2 separate regions of the Macaca mulatta genome follow, and region 1 is linked to region 2. A link is a contact called in public Hi-C data. All regions are on one chromosome and are shown on one strand. The core of a region is the stretch at or near the end of the contact, and the rest is flanking DNA. Distances in the headings are between cores, read along the strand shown.

The links. A called contact is a pair of places that touch in the nucleus more often than the background predicts.
Region 1: a contact with region 2 is called in a Hi-C map of fetal cortex germinal zone, with 6 times the contacts expected there. The contact joins two enhancer-like sites. A contact is called at or near these places in 5 of 14 Hi-C or Micro-C datasets (cortical neurons, fetal cortex germinal zone, fetal cortical plate and 2 more).

What each region holds. Positions count from the first base shown.
Region 1 is chr3:107,040,842-107,044,678 of T2T-MMU8v2.0, forward strand. No RefSeq gene overlaps it. Among named protein-coding and RNA genes, the nearest start is that of SP4, 160 kb to the left of the region's middle. Within about 2 kb of position 2,185, at least 2 of the 40 cell types and tissues checked have an H3K27ac peak or open chromatin away from gene starts, as enhancers often do.
Region 2 is chr3:106,292,435-106,296,366 of T2T-MMU8v2.0, forward strand. No RefSeq gene overlaps it. Among named protein-coding and RNA genes, the nearest start is that of CDCA7L, 60 kb to the right of the region's middle. Within about 2 kb of position 2,562, at least 5 of the 40 cell types and tissues checked have an H3K27ac peak or open chromatin away from gene starts, as enhancers often do.

The sequences.
Region 1 (3,837 bases), core at 935-3,434, 750 kb after region 2:
TCAACTTGCCCATTTCCCTGAAACTGAGTATCAATTGGCATCAGAAACACGGTTGGAAACATAGAATAATACTTTCAGAAGTGTGTGTGGGGAAGTGGGGGGAGGAACCATGAGCTATGAGGAAGTCTATGAATAGTCACATAAATAAATAAAGACACCAGTACAAATATGCTTCAGTTTAAACAAAGTGACTGAGGTGGTTATGGCAAATTGGTTTTAAAACTTTCTGAAAAAATAATAATATAGAACTAAGGCCAGGTGTGGTGGCTCATACTTGTCATCCCAGCACTTTGGGAGGCTGAGGCGGGCAGATCACTTGAGGCCAGGAGTTTGAGATCAGCTTGGGAAACACATGGTGAAACTCCGTCTCTACAAAATACAGAAATTAGCCAGGCATGGTGGTGTGTGCCTGTAGTCCCGGCTGTTTGGGAGGCTGAGGAGGGAGGATAGCTTGTGCCCAGGAGGTTGAGGCTGCAATTTGCCAAGACTGTGCCACTGTACTCCAGCTTGGGTAACAGAATGAGACTCTGTCTCAGAAAAAACAAACAAACAAACAAACAAACAAACCACCTAAAATTCCAGATGATCTCAGCTAAATATAGGAATTACTGGTAATTGTAGAGTGGGGTGGGAGAGTAGGTTATGACGTAAGTCTTGATATTGATAGAGAAACACCTTTACATTGTTTTGTTTAAAATCTAAGGAAAAATACCAGAGTAGCAGATTAATAAATATAACTTCCTTAACTTCTTAGCCACCAGAATGGGAAAAATGTCAGATAATTCAATTAATCCAGTTAGAGATGGAAAATACTTCAACTGGATTAACTTTAAACTCATCAATCAATTTAGGATGAATTATCTTCATATTATTTGGGCTTTTATGTAGACAAATATTTTTAAATCTTCAGATAAATATTTGTAATCTATTTCTTATGATTTCTGCACATTTTCTTTAGCATTTATTTCAGATGTGTTTTTACACATTGCTATAGATTATGAGCATAATTAATCTTAGCTTTTATATTTTTAACATTTTTATATTTATTTAAAATAGTGGTTTATTTTGCAGATTTATCTATCACTTTTAGTGAAATTTTTAATGATTATGAGAGATTTTTGTGGGCTTTCTAAGTATATAATTTTGTTAATAAAAAATAATGACAATTCCCCTCCTTCCAATATTTATTCCTCTTATTTCTATTTCTTATTTTAAGAACCAGCCAGAATATTCTGAAAAATTTTATTTAATATTTATGATGGGACAATCTTTTATCTTTTTGAATTTTAATGGAAATGCCTTTGGTGTTTCACCATCAAACATGATATTGACTCTTGGCTAAACAGAGATATATTTATTAAATTAAGAAATGATCCCTTTTTGGCCAAAATTTTAAAGAATTTTAAAATATTAGTCAATGTTGAGTATAGAATTTTAAGTTGTTCTTTAAAGCAACCAAAATAGCTTTGAAATATATTTTAATATAACTTGAATGTGTCCAATTAGATTAAAACTCTTTTATAAGTAGTATACAGTTTAATTTTCTATAACATGTAGAAAATTTATAATAAACTGCAATGTGCAAGTACAACACGAAGTTTTCACTCCTAGTCTTTCATTTAAGCTTAAATAATAACTCAAATTCACGCTTTTTAATATTATGCTTATTCAATTATTTTTGAATTTCTGTCACAATTTTTTCCCTGTATATTATAATACATCACAGTTGATTAATGCAGAAAGCTCTGACAGATATTTTAGTGAGTTGATTTGTACCTCTTAATGTTTGAAATTTATATAGTTGGTTGACAGCCTGGCTAAGGCAATAAAATACTGAGAAGTAAAAATACAAGCTCATTCTTAGTTAACATATGTTTTCTGTATCAGCATCATAAAATTCCACATTTGCAAATTTTGTTCATATGCTGAAGTTTTATTGGAAGTAACAAATTGTTGTCACATGAATTTCTCTGAGTTAAAAAGTGACACTCTAAAGACCTAGTTTTCTGCAGAGCAGTATACAAATTTGGCTAAACAGTTTTCTTACAATTATGTAAAAATAACAAACGAGGCTTAGAGGGAAACAGACTGAAAGGAAATGTATCAAAATGTGTTTCCTCTCCCTCATGTCTCAGCCTAGGGGTACTATCCTCCTGGCAGTCTCTGTTGACACTCTAACTGGATTGCGCGCCCCTCCTATGTGCTTTTGGCCCCTTCTTCCTCTGTCACACTGTGGTAGTGGTGCATGGCAGATCATGTCCCCCAGGTACTGTCAGTTCTAGGAGTGAAGGGACTGCTTTGTGCATGTCCTTATCATCTGTCTACTGCTCAGTTAACATTTGCATGGGGAATAGATCCATGAATGAATGAATGCATGGATGTTTGACTGTTACGCTATGGACATTCACAAAACATTAATAGCTCAAAATTTGTGTTTCTATTTTCCAAATTCCCTTTAACATACACATTTTATAATGTTTGGTTTTCATGTGAACGAGAATGTGCAAAGGCAAGCATCAGAATAGCAGAATATCTTGAAAAGAGATTTGTTTTTTTCTTTCTGAGATGCAATTTTTATTCCAATACCACCAGCCATGAGGGAGGCATATTATTTCCTGCTTTCTGCTTTTCTGGGACCTCACTGCCTGGCCCTCTTGTGGTGGGGTAGGATAAGGGCATGTTACTTGTTCTTACAAGAGAGATGTAGGAGGTAATAGCACGTGTCACTTCCAGGTCAAAGTATTGCTGGTGTGAGCCCCTCCAGAGCTTACTTCCCCTTAGCCACAGTGACCAGAATATTCCAGATATTGCTGTCAGCCAGGTTCTCAGCGTGAGAACCTCATGAAGCATACTTTCCTGCCAAATGGAGATGGATGTTATGTGAGCGAGCAGTTAACCTTTGTAATGTAAAGTCACTGAGATCTGGGGAGAGCCTGATACCGAATGATAAGTTAGTTTTTCCCAGTTGATACTCTGTGTGGCAAACTTCTTCCTTATGCCTTATTCAGAGATAGTCACTGAGTTCTAGAAACTAGTAAATTAAGCACAGAAAAATGAATTCTCTCTCTAAAGATGGAATACAATTTAAATGCTAAAAGATTAGAAAAGGAAGTACTTCTGCTTTGCAATCCCTGTACCAAGTTGGAATGCCTTGTAGGCTTATGTCCTGAGGCTCTCCTTTTTCTTTCCTTCAGAGCCAGTTAGACCAACAATCTTACCTAATTGGTTAGAATTAGATACAATTCTTGACTGTGACATTTGGGGTCTTTTGAACATTTTCAAGTCCAGTGGCTGTAATATCGGGAAAAAAAAAAAAAAAAGACAGAATGTGGCCAATCACATTACTTCAGGGTTTTTTTTTTTAGCCCTAAATGTCAGTAGCTAGATTGATACATATCACTCTCTGAAGTACAGGCCATAAAACTAGGAGTTATAAATGTCAGTTTTGATGTGTGTTTTAGTGCCTTCAAACATTCCCAGTGGCGGAAACAAGCAGGCTGTTAATACGGAAGCTCCTTGCATTACACAGGGACCTACTAGGACTGGCAGTAATTGGTAACACTTGGAAAATCTATGAGGAAAGCAGCTCCCAGATCACTGAAAAACTCTTGGGCTTAAAATCAGAAGATCTGGGTCTGAGGATCAGCCATTTCATTTTGTGTGTTACGCTACTGTATGAGCAACTTTGAGAGCTTGGGGAAATCTCTTTACGTACACCTCAGCTGTCTCGTCTGTTAAATACCAGGCAAAAAGTGTTCTTACGAAAAGTGCATGAGATGATGTGAAAACTCAGAGCTACCTAGGCTCAAAAGAGTTAACTTCACTCCTAAGGTGGGG
Region 2 (3,932 bases), core at 1,312-3,811:
CAATTTGGTTATGCTCTCAGTGAAGAGTCACAGTCAGACTTGACGGGTTGAATCACAAAGGTAAAGAGCCTTGGAGAATGGGAGAAAGAGCAACCGCCGTATGGGAGTGGTTCTTTGGCCTTTCTTCAAGGGTCGAGGATTTCAGAGCAGTCCCATCCTCTCTCCCATTCTTACTCTCCACTCTCCTCTGCTCCATACACCTGACACCTTTGGAGAGAGAGTGACTGTGACTGTGTGTCAAGTTGATAGTTCCTTGTCAACACATTATAAAATGTCATATTTGTGCCAGGAAACTTGAAGTTGAAATATAGATGAGCTGGTCAGTATTTTTCTTCTGAACAATTGCCCCATCATTGTTGCAGGAGAGGTGAAGTTCTGGTTCCCAGGAAAAATCTGTGGAGCTAAATTACCTTGGTAGTTTTTAGAAACTGTAATGTGCTTGTTGGGGTATGGTGACTCACGCCTGTAATTCCAGAACTTTGGGAGGCTGAGGCAGGTGGATCACCTGAGGTCAGGTCAGGAGTCGAGACCAGCCTGGCCAACATGGCAAAAGCCCGTCTCTACTAAAAATAGAAAAATTAGTGGAGAGTGGTGGCACACGCCTGTAGTTCCAGCTACCCAGGAGGCTGAGGCAGGAGAATCACTTGAACTCAGGAGTTGGAGGTTGCAGTGAGCTGAGATTGTGCCACTGCACTCCAGCCTGAGTGATAGAAAGAGACTGTTTCAAAAAAAAAAAAAAAGAAAGAAAGAAAGAGAAAGAAAGAAAGAAAATGTAATGTGCTAGATTAATCGTCTAGCCATTAAAAAAAAAAGATGTGATTTTCAAGTTTGAATGTGTGAAAATACTAGTGGTAGAATGTGAATTTAAAAGGCAAGATACATAATTGAATGTGCAGTGTGATTTGAACTTTGTAAACAATGAAACGATGTGAGTTTAGATGGTTGAAAGAGTAGAGAACAGATCAATAATAAAGGTTATTTCTTAGTGGGATTTTTGAGTAATTCTTATTTTCATTTTTGTATCTTGCTATGTTTTCCAAATCTCTATAATGAGCACATGCTATTCCCTCCCCACTTCTTCTTCTCCCCTTCCCTCTCCCCCATTTCCCTCTCCCCCTACTTCCTTCTTTTTATTGATTACCTAATAACTGCCAGGCAGTATACCAGTTTCTGAGAATAAACAGATGGAAATAATAGAGTTCCCTGAGGAAGTAGTCACACTAAAACTTCCAAAGTACAGCCATAAACAGACTAAAGGATCCCTATTCCAATCCCTCCATGGGACAGGGAGTGCTGTTCAGAAACATATCATCATCTCTTTGAAATTTTCACGTGAAATATAGCCAGTGATTATGCTTATGGTAAATTGTGGATTCCCTTGGGCAGATGTTCCCTTCAATACAGAAATGCACTAAATAGAGACTTTGGCACCTATTCTTCAAACGAGTGTTAGGAAGCGCAATTCATTTTGGATCCTTCCCAGAGATCCTGGACAAAGCCTGTTGCTGTGACAGCTTGGTGGGGGCGTTGGTGCTCCTGTCACATCGTCCCACGCCCCACTTCTGGTTTACTACCGAGAGACCAGACATCAGGGTTCAAGGCCAAGTCAGCAAGACAGCTGGGTTCCCCCCACCCTTTGCATCCTGGTGGCCTCTAATGACTCCCAGCACAGCCTGTCTGCTGCTGCTTCTCCTGGACTCCTCATCCTGTCCCAGGGACAAACTCTGGCTCTCCAGTGGAGCCCTCAGCAAGGACCCCTGAGGCTCTGTAGTTGGCAAAGACAAAAGTGTTAAATACCTGGGGTTAAACAGCTGCAGGAGAAAATAAGTCTTTCTCTTTCTCTGGCCTGGCTACACAGCTTTCTTTTTCTTTCGTACTGTTCTTTTTTCTTTCTTTGGCCTTACAGACTGTTTTCAAAGCCCCGGCTGAATGGTAGCTTGTGAGAAAAAAACAAAACAAAACAAACAAACAAACAAAAAAACCATATTGAAAAGACAAGTAAGCATCCAGAACTCTGGAAAGAAGAAAGAAAATCTCATGAATATAACTCTGACCTCAGCTGACTCAAATAAGGTGTTCACTACCGAACGATTAGAACCACCTACACAAGACAAAGTGAATTTCTAATCAACAGGTAGTAATAATAAAACCCCTTCAAAGGCCAAGAAGCATTAGAGTGGATTATCCATGAAGAGAGGATTAGAAAAAGAGAGACCCGGAACCCAGCAAAGGAAACCCCAGCGGGCCAGTTGGCTAATGTTTGGGATAATAATTCCAAATGTATAAAAATAAATTGTGAGAAAGAAAAGGCTGAAGGCAATAAAAGCAAGCTTCACATGATACTGTATATTGTGGATAAAACCATGCACATTTGCAGTAGTCAGTTCCCCAGAGGCAGGCTGTAAAGGCACCCCCCAGGAGAGACGGCAGAATTTAAAGAGACAGGAAGTCCACTGTATGCTAATAAGAGTTGCTAGAATAGGGATGGGGGAGGGAGGTGTTTATAACGAAACCTGCCTCACAGAAACTTCTTGTCCATTTTTCCTGTGGCCTGAGGAGTACTGTTTCACAATGTAGAAATGAGAAGGATGTAACAGTAGTAGACAACTTCACTCCTCCACAGTCTTAAATGCAGTCTTGCTTCATAAAGGACTTCTTCATTCCCTTAAGAAAGGACAGAAATGTTTCTTTTTAAATTATTTTTTATTTTTTTTTTGAGACAGGGTCTCATTCTGCTATCCGAGCTGGAGTGCTGTGGTACCTTCACACTCACTATCGCCTTGACTTCCCAGGGAAAAGTGATCCTTCCACCTCAGCTTCCAGCCGAAGCACAGGACTATGTCTTGTTCCCCATTGGCTCTCCAGGCCCTGCTACAATGCCAGGTCTATGCAAACACTCAGAAAGTAATATATTTCAAAATGAGTTGTAGCTGGGACTATAGGTGCGCATCACCATGCCTGGCTAATTTTTTCTTTTCTTTTCTTTCTTTTTTTTTTTTTTTTTGAGACAGAGTCTCACTCTGTCGCCAGGCTGGAGTGCAGTGGCAAGATCTCGGCTCACTGCAACCTCCGCCTCCCGGGTTCAAGCAATTCTCCTGCCTCAGCCTCCCGAGTAGCTGGGATGACAGGTGCACACCACCACACCCAGCTAATTTTTGTATTTTTAGTAGAGACGGGGTTTCACCATGTTGGCCAGGCTGGTCTTGATCTCTTGACCTCGTTTTCTGCCCACCTCAGCTTCCCCCTGGCTAATTTTTAAAACATTTTTTGTAGAGATGGGATCTTTCTATGTTGCCCAGACTGGTTTAGAACTTCTGACCTCAAGCAATCCTCCCGCCTCAGCCTCCCAAAGTGCTGAGATTACAGGCATGAGCCACTGCACCGGCCAAATGTCTCTTCTTTTTTTTCCCACTTCAGGAGTTTCACCGGAAATCCTTCTCAGCTCTTGACCCTCAAGGGAAGGACTAGAATTCGGAAGGCCACTGCAGAGTAGAGTGATCCATGTTTGTTTTCCCTATATCCAGAGCCTGCCAACATTTTAAAAAACTGTCATTTCTAAGTTTTCAATGATAAGATTTCTCACAGATCCATCACTACACTGAAACATTTGGGAAGAAGCTTGGAATGGATTGAACAGCCTTAGCTTCTCCAAAGCCTTGTATATTCTGCTCTCTTTTTGTCTTCATTTCATTTAAACATTTTTTTAAGATCCAAGTTTCATTAGATATCAGCAAACCTTAAACTTTCTTATTTAATGTATTTCAAATATACATAAAGTATAGAGAATATTTTTTAAAAATCTACCAACCCACCAGCGAGCTTTATCAACTCTGAATAGTTCTGTTCTGCCATCATTTTTTATCTTGAGTGTCTGACTTTTTTTTTTTTTTTTTTTTTTTTTTTTTTTTGCTTATTTGAGATGTCTTTGTTAC